Regions from separate parts of the Triticum aestivum genome. Here region 1 is linked to region 2. Evidence: chromatin contacts called from public Hi-C data. All regions are on one chromosome and are shown on one strand. Each heading gives the region's core, a stretch centred on a gene start, on an enhancer-like site or on the middle of the called end of the contact. The rest is flanking DNA. Distances are from core to core; before and after follow the strand shown.

Region 1 (6,817 bases), core at 2,948-5,447, 56 kb before region 2:
CCAGGAGTTGCAGGTAATTCTCTGTAACATTATACTCTCTCCATTTTTCCAAATTAATGACATTCAACCCAGACATCCATGCACATGACTGGGGATCGTACATTGCCTCGCCGAGAAGGTTTCTTAGTTGGCCCAGTCTCAGGCCACAAAACTTGACTGCGGCATTTACCTTATCTCCCATATCAAGATTCCACAAGAAAGAGAGATCACGTTGAACAATGACATCATCATCCAACACAATCACCTTCTTTAAATCTTTAAATATTTCCGGAATAAAGAAATGTGAGTGACTAAACACTGATAAATACTCCATTCTAGATTTCTCGGTAGGTCGCTCAAAGCTACTGATGAAAACACGGAATTCCTCAGGCATATACAACTGCTGCATGCTGAAATCTGGCAAACTCTCCAAAATAATATGCTCGTAGTTAATGACATTGACAGCTGATTCTCTGTAGGCATTTCTTGAAAACCAATGCTTCATTGCATAGAAATTTTGAGCATCGGTTAGTACATGAAAGACTACATTCCTGGTCTCCTGCAAAACACCAAAAGGAACATCAGCAATGCCAAACCCAGAAGATGTTCAATCAGCAAAAGAGTATAAGTTGCCTGCATACCTCAGAACTACTAACAGATGAGTTGATGACAACGGAAGCGGCAAGCACATTTTTAGATAATATAACGTAGTGCCTATGATCTGGAACATTAAACTTATGGACAGGAGAGTCATCTGAATCCAATGTAGTTGATTTAAAATATTCTACTGTCAACCTCATATTAAGACAGTGATGACTTTTGGGCATCGTGTGAACACCAAGGTTGTATAAGTAGGCACTCTGCTTCATATGAAAATGAGCTTCATCGTCCGTCATATGAAGTATCTGGCGAAGCTTTTTGTCAACATTGTTACAATCCACAGTGCATGATTTGGCTCTTGCTATTGCACGGTCCATCCTCTCTATCTTCTTTTTTATGCTGAAAGCGCAGGTCAAGTGTCATTCAGTAACAAACAATTAAATGCAGTCATGACTGATAGTACTTTCCCAGTCAACCATACCGGATACAAATTCAATATGAACACTAAGAAAAAATATACATGTAAGATGTAACAAAGCATTTCAACCCCATGCAATGCATAAATGATCTGTTGTCATAATTTCAACATACAAGATGGAACCATGAAATGCTAAACGGGTCAAGAAGAATAACAAGCATGCCGAATAAATACTCACAAGGATGGTAGATCAGCATCAACAATGGATTCACTTAGAACCCTTTCATGTTCTTGGATATTCTGCTTCAATTCACGAGTCAGTGCCTCCTTTCCTTTAAGTTTGGCAATGCTCGGGTAGTAAGATCGAGCCACAAATAGCTGATCTTTTAGTTTTTTTACAATGGCATCTTTCATAACTTCTTTGTGTTCAATGGACCAGAGACAGTAACTCCCGAATTCAAGTTGACAAGCCTTAGCCTTCTCCAATTCATCAGCACTTGGGACCCTGGGACGTCTCATGTTGTCACTGAAATCCTGGCATCAATATATTCTCCAAACCATCAGTACTTCTCTTAAAAGAGTAACAAAATTACAGCTTGGGCTCAAGTAAGAAAAAGTAAGTATATATTAATGGGAAAATGAAGTTATGCTTCAGAAGGTAAAGCATGACTTATGTACAAAGAGAAACAGCAAAATAAGAGCCATCATACTTTTCTGGGTGGAACTGGAACTGGTACTGGCTTCACTTGTTCAATTTTTGGTGGGGGGAGAACTGCATACAGTGCCAATTAGTGGGTCAGCGTAACCAACTGAAACATGAGTACATCATGAGAAGAGAATCGGGTAGAGAAGACACACTACAAACGCATACATTGCTTGATCTTAGAAGAAAAAGTATGGTTAATTATCATCACATCCTAGATAAACACACCAGCATTTGTTCAGAGTTATGTATTAATAGTTTATTTTAAGATATAGTGGCAAAAAGGCGTGCACTGGAAACAAGTAACAGCGAAGATGGTGAGGTGCTGAAGCAAATTGAGTAAAAGGCCAACTATTTTTCAGTGTCCAGGTAACTGGTTTCCTACAACATTATAATATTTTTCCTGAAACATTTCGAAATGATGTATATCTAAAAGTTCACTTACATGAATGGAATTTGGTGCATAATTGATTATGGCATTCTCATATATTCAATTAAACTTTATGTAACAGTGTTGCAGACACTACTAACCTTTAACTTTATGTTCAGTATCAATTTGGTGATGCAAGTCTATATTGCCCTTGGAATTCTTTCCGTGCACATCCTGAAGAAAAAGGAGTAAAGGATAACACATCAATGATTCAAATTATCCAAAGCTGTAACGGAAAACACTAGTAATCTATGCAAAAATAATAACAGAATGTATTAACTGATTCTACAACATATACTTTTCACAGCCTTCATAGTTCATAATCATGAAGAAAGAGACTAGGGTGGAGAGATTAAATATACTACTTCTTTGATATATCACTTTGTTTGGCATCCCTATGGGATGGTTTGTAGCTGTTTGAATTGCTGGCTTGAATTATTTCTGTATGCGTTTTCCATATTGTCCTATTCGGTCGAAGAGAGGTGGCACAGAAGAAGACAATGGTGAGGAGTGCACCATGTTTCTTTAAGCTGACCAAAAAAAAAACACTGTTCAACTCAATTTGGTCTGCTTCAAGTAACCCCATATACTTCATGATACAGTCGGTCAATAAAATTTTCTTTGATTTTTTTTATGTAAGAGCTTATGCACAATTTCCTTTTAGCATAGGCCTAGACTAGATGGTATTTGGAAAAAATGCCTACTCCTGCTGGTAAGTCTGAAACATGCTGATAGACAATACGAGGAAGAGTGGCAGAAATGACTCATGTGAGAGTAGAGCAAGCATGGCCTGTTAATTTTAAACGAACTTGTGGGCTCATGTTTTGGCCTACTGAACAAAAGTCAGGACCAAAGTTCTGAACTGCTATTTTTCATGCTAGTGAACATCAAAGATTATGGGGTACTGTATCTTTTAGTAACAAGGCGTGCTAGTAGGCATCACTAGTGTTATTAAGTTTCATGACATTAAAAGCGGAGAACAAACAGGGGCTAAAACCAAACACTAGAAGTGTCGAACAAAATACACATAGCTTTCCGTGGAATGATCTAGATGCGGTTATATGAGTTCATCAATGTCAGTACATAAGAAAAATGCAAAGCCACTAACCTGAGTAACCTCTGTCTCTGCGTTCACATCTCTACCACCCTGCCGCGGCACTTGATGTACAATCCTGTCTCTTTCTACCACTAAGCGATCGAATGAAGGCAAAGTAACCTCCTAAATCCAGCACAAATGAACACGTGGTAGCAGGAATCAGTCATACTATCCCAACACATCACCATTTTCATAAAAAGCAATCCATGAAAACTTGGACAAACGTCCGCATATATAATTTTAATTTTTGTTAGAAAAAAGAGAAAGTTACCTGTTGGGGGCGCTCATCCGTCACGTACACTGCAGCAAACAACCAAACCAATCAGAAAATCGGCTCAAGTAAGAAGGACAAAAACACCAGAATCCAGCACTAAACGACAATTAACGAAACAACAGATCCGCCGGGAATGGCGCGGATCCGATCGAGTAAGCCGCGGCGCCACCCGCATTACCGAAATCCGGGTAGGGGACAAGAGGGACGTGAAGAACTCACCGGCGGGGAAGCGGTTGAAAAGGAAGGCGATCGGTACGAGCAGCGAGCAGAAGACGAGCGCCAGCACCGCCAGCCGCGGGCCCCTCCGCCTCTTCGCCGGCGGCGCAGTCGCCTTCATAACCTCCTCCCCCTTCCCAAGACCCTAATCTCCGCCGCCGCCGTCGCCGCCGCGTGGCCCTCTACTGATCATACCACCACCGCCACCGCCGAGACGGGGCAGGGCAGCGGCGCGCAGATGAATGCCTCCCGATTGGGGCAATGGCACGGGGACGCCAGTGACGCCGGGCCCGATCGGTGCGTGGCGATTTGGGAGCCGCGGCGCCGGACGCTCGGATTGGTTAGTGTGCGCGAGAAGACAGGGCAGGGAGCGGAGGACGTCGCGTCGCAGGGAGAAAGAGAAAGAGAAAGAGGATTGTATTGTTTCTTCTTGTTTGGATTTGGGATTTGGAGGACAAGGGGTGTCAAGGAATAATGGCCCTTTTGCCTCGCCTGCTGCGTCTCGTTTTCAACCCTTTCCTTTTATTTGGGGTTTTCTGCCTTGTAGAGGAGAGGTTTTATTTGGAGTTTTAACAAAATTCGATTTTGCTATGCTGTTTATTACTTATTCCGCCCTATATTAATTGACGTCTAGATACATCCAGCTCAGGCTCAATTAATATGGGACGGAGGGAATAAAACTTACCGAATTGTAATGGATATCAGTGGTGCTGCGGACAATCTGCTATGGCAGCTCATCCTTGCAGCACTTCGAATTAGTTCCAGCATCTTTCTTTTATATAGAGAAATTTAAAACTCTTTGGGTGCAGGTCATTTCCGATGAGAGACATGTGACATGGGGAACTCTAGTCGCGCCGCCAGTGACCCCAGATCCCCCGTTTTGCCGCTGCCAGAGGGAACAACGACGAAGGCTGTGCGCGCCTAGGGAAGGTGGTGGCGAGGCATTTCTCCTTGTGACGTTAATGCGAGCGCGCCATGGTTGCCTGATGGTGTGGGGCGGGATCATCTCCAGGAGCGACGACCCTTCTCGACCGCAGGGGTTTCTCCTCGTCTCCGGCGTTTCCTCCCACCTCCGAGCTACGGTGACAACTATGGGAGGATGAATTTGAAGGGATTCTGATGGTTCTTTCCCCAGGGTGTTGACATGGTGGTGCGCCAGGCGTGAGAGGCCTCGCAAATGGGCTACTTGTCGGTGCAACTCCAGCCCTGGTGGCCTGGGCATGCCTCCTCCAGCGTCCTTTGTCTGCGTTGTTCTGGCCTTAGTGATATGATAGTTCCGTACCCTTCAGCTTGTTTGCCTCATCGGCTCTCTAGCGGCTCCTGCCCCGACAGTTCAAATCTGCATCTCTCTGATTCTTGGCTCTTTGTAGTCACCCGCCACCGTCAGATCCCTTGCGTCGACTTTCACTGCCTTGTTGTCTCTCCCACCCACCACCTCCATGCTTCGTCCTTCTGACAGATCCAAAGCTCGTGTGTCAGCGACTTTCGGTGCCATTATCCGGCGGCGGACACAACTCCCCTTCTTGTATTGACGGCTCTGGCCAACGACTTGACTTCATCGTCTTTATTTCCTTTCGGTGGCTTTGGGATTGCTTAGACTCACGCTAGGGCAAAAAACCCTGCTCCGCTTGCTGATGTTGGCGGCGGTGACACTCACGGGTGTCGTTCCCTTCTTGGAGGCGTTGTCATGGCCTTTGTTTGTGCCCCTCTTCGAGCACCGGGGGAAACTCCAGGTCTGATTCTTCGGCCGGACGACGATGATGTCAGGTGTCGTTCCCCTTCTTGAAGGAGTCCCCTTGTTTTCTCACGGCGCCCCCGATGGTGGTCTTGGAGATGTTGGCGTCGCGTTGGTTTAGCCTGCCTCTCACGGTGTGGGCAACCGGGGCGCTTTGTCCGACTTCGCCAGCGCTTCCTCCATGGCTCCCGTCTCCATCTCGGTCGGGTCCTGCACTCGATCTTTAGGCGTTCTTGGTAGGGGTACGTTGATCTAGTCGGGTTGGAGTCGTGTGTGCGCGATGGAGGTGCCTTGTGTTGGTTGTGATGCCGTTGGGTATCCTAAGCTCTGTCTCCTCGCCTTCCATGGCTGGAGGCCGGACTAGAAGGTTTTTGTTGCGTTATATTCTCTATTCGGATCGAGCATCCCTTGTCTCTCTGCTGGGCACCATGCCGACGCTGTTTTGCGTTCGTTCTGTGCGTTGTATCGTAACTTGTACTCATTCTAATTTCTTCTATAGTAACGAAAAGATGCGCAAAATCTGCTTACTCACAAAAAAAAAAGACCAATGAGAAAAGAATTTGAAGATTCATAAAAAGACATAGTTATTACAGCCCTAGTTTTCTTGATTTTTTCTAGAAAAGCAACCAATTATTTTAGTTAGAGCTAGTATCTATTCACAACTGAATGGTCAATTATACATTCTGCAGTACTTAGACGCATTTTTGCACGTTCAAATACAAAGTACTTATTCGGACAAAAGAAATTAATCATCTGCCAGTACACCATATATCAGCAAAAAAAGACTTGGAGTATTGCTACATACAGTACACCTGTATATTGCTACGGAAAAATGGGGTGGATCCAAGAAGGTCGCACGCCTGATGTTACAGTGTGCAGTAGGATGCAAAACGATTTTACCCAAACAACTGTTTTTTTTTCATGTCAAAAATTCTACATAAGAATGTGATGAGCGATGCAGCGACCACAGAGCGGATGCCACAGGATATCAAGTCGCCCCATGGGCCCACGCATCCAGTGATGCCAATGCAGACACTTTTGTAATCTGCCATTGCACAGAGCTTTACCAACCCGTTCAAATTTGATGACAGTGACGCGCAGCGCGTTCTTCCAATCGGATGCTACCTACAACAACAACAAGAACGTTCACTAGGCCTGACCAGGCAAGGCAATAATTAGTGGCACCGTGTTGTGAGTCATACCCCTTTCCCCCGCTAACCGGAGTGCCTGAACGTGCTCACAAAAGAGGGAAGATTGAAGAAACAGTTGAGTGAAGTCGGAGAAGGTGATGATGATGGTGGAGGATGGATCTCGCCTTCCCTATTCATAAATCTGCCCCTCTTTTTTTCTAAATGCGTGAATATGC
Region 2 (5,405 bases), core at 265-2,764:
GCCGCGGCACCCCTATATATATAGGGAAAATGCATCCTACTACCGGGTGTAGTTACACCTCTTTCTCATATACTACTATGTGGTAGTATATACTCTATTTTATTATTTTTACTATGTTCATATACTATATCTAAGATACTATAAAGAGAGTTATCTGAAAAAATTGCATGTGAGCCCATGTTTTTATAATATTTGTCAAATACGTACATATTTGTACATAAAAATGAGTATGCTCAAAATATACTACATACTATCTAAAAAATAGTATATATATACTACCTAAACATTCTTACATACTACATACTACACGTACATACTCTCCGATATGATAGATACTACCTAGAACGTATGAAACAAAACTGGGAGTAACTACACCCGGTAGTAGGAAAATTTTGTCCTATATATGTAACACAATTGAAAAGAATAATAAATAAGTATTAAAAAATGTTGAACAAGATATTGAAAAATATTGAACAAGTATTTGAAAATGTTGAATAAGTATTAAAAATGTTGAGCAAGTATTTGACAAAGATTGAATATTTATTAAAAATGTTGAAAGAATATATGAAAAATATTAAAAAAGTATTTGAAAATGTGAACAACAACTCGAAAGATGTTGAAAAAGTATTTGAAAAAATGTTGAATAGGCATTAAAATAATGTTGAATGAGTATATGAAGAATATTTAACAAGTATTTGAAAATGTTGAATAAGTATTCAAAAATAGTATTTAAAAAATCTTGAATAACTATTAAAATGTTGAACAATTATTTGAAAATTTATTCAAATGTTGAGCAATTATTTGAAAAATATTGAATAAGCATTCGGACAATGTTGAACGTGTATACAAAAAATGCTGACTGTTACAAAAATGTAGAGTGAAAACAAAAATAAAAATAAGAAAACAGAAAAGAAAAAAATAGAAAAGAAAAAGAAAACCAGAACAAAAATGGAGGAAAAAACCAAACAAAAATGGAGATGAAAAAAGAAAAGAATGAAAAAAATAAACAGACGAAACAAAAGAAAAGAAAATATAGCAAAAAAAATTAAAACCTAAAAACAAACAAAATAAACCAATAAAAGATGAAAACCAAAAAGAAACAAAATAAACCAAAGAAACAGGAAAATGACAAAACTGAAAAAACACGAAGAATAAAAAAGAAAAGGAAACCAAAAAGGGAAAAAAGAGAGGGAAAAAAAAGAAGAAAAGGAAAAAACAGAGAAAAACTGTAATTTCTTGCTTCAAGTAAGTCACGCCCGTATTTTTTACAAACTGGTTGGCTGGCGTAGTGGCTAGTCCCGCTGCGTGTGTCCGTGACGACCAGGTATCCATCCTTGATGGTCCTGCTTTTTCCCGTCTATTTTTCTAGCGCGGTAATGGGCCAGCCCACCAGAGAAACTCTCGACGCGAGACTAGTCTGAGGGATCGCTTAATGCGACAAATAGCTCTTGCGAAGAGGACCTTCTGGTGCGATGTAAATTCTGTCAATAATTGATGACTCTCAAACGTTGGCAGGGGGCAGGCCCCTGCTTGCCCGTGAGAGCTATATCTCGCCTGACACGAGGTGGGCATATCCTATTTGGCGCTTATGCGCCGGTTGGCGGCGCCTGCAGGCATTTCTTATTGGGCCGGCCCGTTACGTTCTTTTTTTTTTGGTTTTGAACTAGCAAAAACTGTGTGCAGACGGGGATTCGAACACACGACCAAGTTGTTGAAAGCGCACTGCTGTAGCCACAAGGGACACCCGCTCGAGCGTGTAAGGTTAGCTCGTCTTTCTCTTTTTTACTTTGTTTCTTCAGTTCAGTTTCTTTTTTATTCTTTTTCTTTTTTCTTTGTTTACTTTAGTGCGCGGTTTTTTTTCAAATTCGATGAACTTTTTTCAGAACCGACGAATTTCCTTTAATTGAAAGAACTTTTTTGAAATTTGATGTACTTTTTTTGCAAAATCGCTTAACTTTTTCAAAAACCCATGAACTTTTTTCATATCCCATGAACTTTTTTCAAATCCGATGAACTTTTTTAAAATTGTTGTGAACTTTTTGCCAAAAAAAATTCAAATCCGATGAACTTTTTTGAAAAGTTGGTGAACTTTTTCAAAATTTGATGAACTATTTTTCAAATCCGATGAACTTTTTTGAAATTCAATGAACTTTTTCCAAATTTCAGTGAACTTTTTTGCAAATCCATGAACTTATTTCAAACTCATGGTCATTTTTCATTGTTGTGAACTGTTTTTTCAAAATTATTGCACTTTTTTCATTTCATGAACTTTTTTTTTGAAAGTCAATGAACGTTTTCTTCCAAAATGAAGAACTTTTTTCAAAATCATGATCTTTTTTCCAAATAATTCAAAAAATTAAATCATGACTATGTTCAATAGAATAGCACCGTGGCCTTGTTATTAATCTGCTGCCTCTGTTAGTAGTCACAGATAGCAAGTAGCTCATGCGGCTGGTGGCACCTGTTTGTTAGCATGCGGTGGCGAGTTCGAGTCCTGAGGAGAGCATCATTTTTACCCGATTTTGGTTTTGTGAGCGTTTTGTGTTCTCTGTTTTGCACTCTTCATGGGCCGGCCCAGCGCGGGGCGCTGCAGGCGCCAGGAGCGCCTGCAGCGCCTGCAGCGCCGTATAGGAGCTCCCCACGAGGTGGAAGCTCAACTCGCTGAAGGGTGCGCGCCTATGGACCGGCCCATCAGTGTAGGTTCGCTGGTTATGGTTTGCTCTGCTTTGATTTCTCTGGAGTTTTTCTTCTTCTTTTTTTGTTCTTCTTTTTCTGCCAGTTTCTTTTGTTTTCACACCACTTTTCTTCGGCTTTTATTTTTCTTCTTCTTCATAACTTTGTTTTCTTTATGGGCCGGCCCAGCGCGGGGCGCTGCAGGCGCCAGGAGCGCCAACGGGCGCCTGCAGCGCCGTATAGGAGCTCCCCACGAGGTGGAAGCTCAACTCGCTGAAGGGTGTGCGCCTATGGACCGGCCCATCAGTGTAGGTTCGCTGGTTATGGTTTGCTCTGCTTTGTTTTCTCTGGGGTTTTTCTTCTTCTTTTTTTGTTCTTCTTTTTCTGCCAGTTTCTTTTCTTTTCGCACCACTTTTCTTCGGCTTTTATTTTTCTTCTTCTTTATAACTTTGTTTTCTTTATTTCTCACTGGTGTCCTTTGTTTTTCGGTGGTTTTCTCTCATTTTTATTTCTTTCTTCGTAAAACTTTGCTTTCATTGTTTCTTTCTTCATTTTATTTTGTTTTCTTAGTTTTTTTTGTTTCTTTGTCGGTTTTTATTGGGTTTTCTTTCTTCATTTTACCCGTTTTTGGTTTTGTGAGCGTTTTGTGTTCTCTGTTTTGCACTCTTCATGGGCCGGCCCAGCGCGGGGCGCTGCAGGCGCCAGGAGCGCCAACGGGCGCCTGCAGCGCCGTATAGGAGCTCCCCACGAGGTGGAAGCTCAACTCGCTGAAGGGTGCGCGCCTATGGATCGGCCCATCAGTGTAGGTTCGCTGGTTATGATTTGCTCTGCTTTGATTTCTCTGGGGTTTTTCTTCTTCCTTTTTTGTTCTTCTTTTTCTGCCAGTTTCTTTTGTTTTCACACCACTTTTCTTCGGCTTTTATTTTTCTTCTTCTTCATAACTTCGTTTTCTTTATGGGCCGGCCCAGCGCGGGGCGCTGCAGGCGCCAGGAGCGCCAACGGGCGCCTGCAGCGCCGTATAGGAGCTCCCCACGAGGTGGAAGCTCAACTCGCTGAAGGGTGCGCGCCTATGGACCGGCCCATCAGTGTAGGTTCGCTGGTTATGGTTTGCTCTGCTTTGTTTTCTCTGGGGTTTTTCTTCTTCTTTTTTTGTTCTTCTTTTTCTGCCAGTTTTTTTCTTTTCGCACCACTTTTCTTCGGCTTTTATTTTTCTTCTTCTTCATAACTTTGTTTTCTTTATTTCTCACTGGTGTCCTTTGTTTTTCGGTGGTTTTCTCTCATTTTTATTTCTTTCTTCGTAAAACTTTGCTTTCATTGTTTCTTTCTTCATTTTATTTCGTTTCCTTAGTTTTTTTTTCTTTGTCGGTTTTTATTGGGTCTTCTTTCTTCATTTTACCCGATTTTGGTTTTGTGAGCGTTTTGTGTTCTCTGTTTTGCACTCTTCATGGGCCGGCCCAGCGCGGGGCGCTGCAGGCGCCAGGAGCGCCAACGGGCACCTGCAGCGCCGTATAGGAGCTCCCCACGAGGTGGAAGCTCAACTCGCTGAAAGGTGCGCGCCTATGGACCGGCCCATCAGTGTAGGTTCGCTGGTTATGGTTTTCTCTGCTTTGATTTCTCTGGGGTTTTTCTTCTTCTTTTTTTGTTCTTCTTTTTCTGCCAGTTTCTTTTGTTTTCACACCACTTTTCTTCGGCTTTTATTTTTCTTCTTACTCATAACTTTGTTTTCTTTATGGGCCGGCCCAGCGCGGGGCGCTGCAGGCGCCAGGAGCGCCAACGGGCGCCTGCAGCGCCGTATAGGAGCTCCCCACGAGGTGGAAGCTCAACTCGCTGAAGGGTGCGCGCCTATGGACCGGCCCATCAGTGTAGGTTCGCTGGTTATGGTTTGCTCTGCTTTGTTTTCTCTGGGGTTTTTCTTCTTCTTTTTTTGTTATTCTTTTTTTGCCAGTTTCTTTTGTTTTCGCACCACTTTTCTTCGGCTTTTATTTTTCTTCTTCTTCATAACTTTGTTTTCTTTATTTCTCACTGGTGTCCTTTGTTTTTCGGTGGTTTTCTCTCATTTTTATTTCTTTCTTCGTAAAACTTTGCTTTCATTGTTTTTTTCCTCATTTTATTTCGTTTCCTTAGTTTTTTGAGTTTCTTTGTCGGTTTTTATTGGGTTTTCTTTCTTTATTTTACCCGATTTTGGTTTTGTGAGCGTTTTGTGTTCTCTGTTTTGCACTCTTCATGGGCCGGCCCAGCGCGGGGCGCTGCAGGCGCCAGGAGCGCCAACGGGCGCCTGCAGCGCCGTATAGGAGCTCCCCACGAGGTGGAAGCTCAACTCGCTGAAGGGTGCGCGCCTATGGACCGGCCCATCAGTGTAGGTTCGCTGGTTATGGTTTGCTCTGCTTTGATTTCTCTGGGGTTTTTCTTCTTCTTTTTTTGTTCTTCTTTTTCTGCCAGTTTCTTTTGTTTTCACACCACTTTTCTTCGGCTTTTATTTTTCTTCTTCTTCATAACTTTGTTTTCTTTATGGGCCGGCCCAGCGCGGGGCGCTGCAGGCGCCAGGAGCGCCAACGGGCGCCTGCAGCGCCGTATAGGAGCTCCCCACGAGGTGGAAGCTCAACTCGCTGAAGGGTGCGCGCCTATGGACCGGCCCATCAGTGTAGGTTCGCTGGTTATGGTTTGCTCTGCTTTGTTTTCTCTGGGGTTTTTCTTCTTCTTTTTTTGTTCTTCTTTTTCTGCCAGTTTCTTTT

The links. Hi-C and Micro-C count contacts between places; a contact is called where the count stands out from the background.
Region 1: a Hi-C map of leaf shows a contact between it and region 2, with 2.9 times the contacts expected there. The contact joins the promoter of LOC123092240 here to the enhancer-like site in region 2. A contact is called at or near these places in 2 of 5 Hi-C or Micro-C datasets (leaf and an unstated tissue) and 1 of 1 datasets of contacts at active chromatin or transcription factors (leaf).

Annotation. Positions count from the first base shown.
Region 1 is chr4B:377,074,302-377,081,118 of IWGSC CS RefSeq v2.1, reverse strand. LOC123092240 (probable galacturonosyltransferase 7) reads right to left here and starts at 4,197. Exons shown (of 9, transcript XM_044513946.1): 1 at 3,720-4,197; 2 at 3,498-3,526; 3 at 3,239-3,349; 4 at 2,232-2,304; 5 at 1,708-1,769; 6 at 1,236-1,531; 7 at 621-978; 8 at 1-538. The coding sequence starts at 3,837.
Region 2 is chr4B:377,016,545-377,021,949 of IWGSC CS RefSeq v2.1, reverse strand. No RefSeq gene overlaps it. Among protein-coding and RNA genes, the nearest start is that of LOC123092239, 37 kb to the right of the region's middle. Within about 2 kb of position 1,514, at least 4 of the 8 cell types and tissues checked have an H3K27ac peak or open chromatin away from gene starts, as enhancers often do. A contact at or near this core is called in leaf, where this site is marked.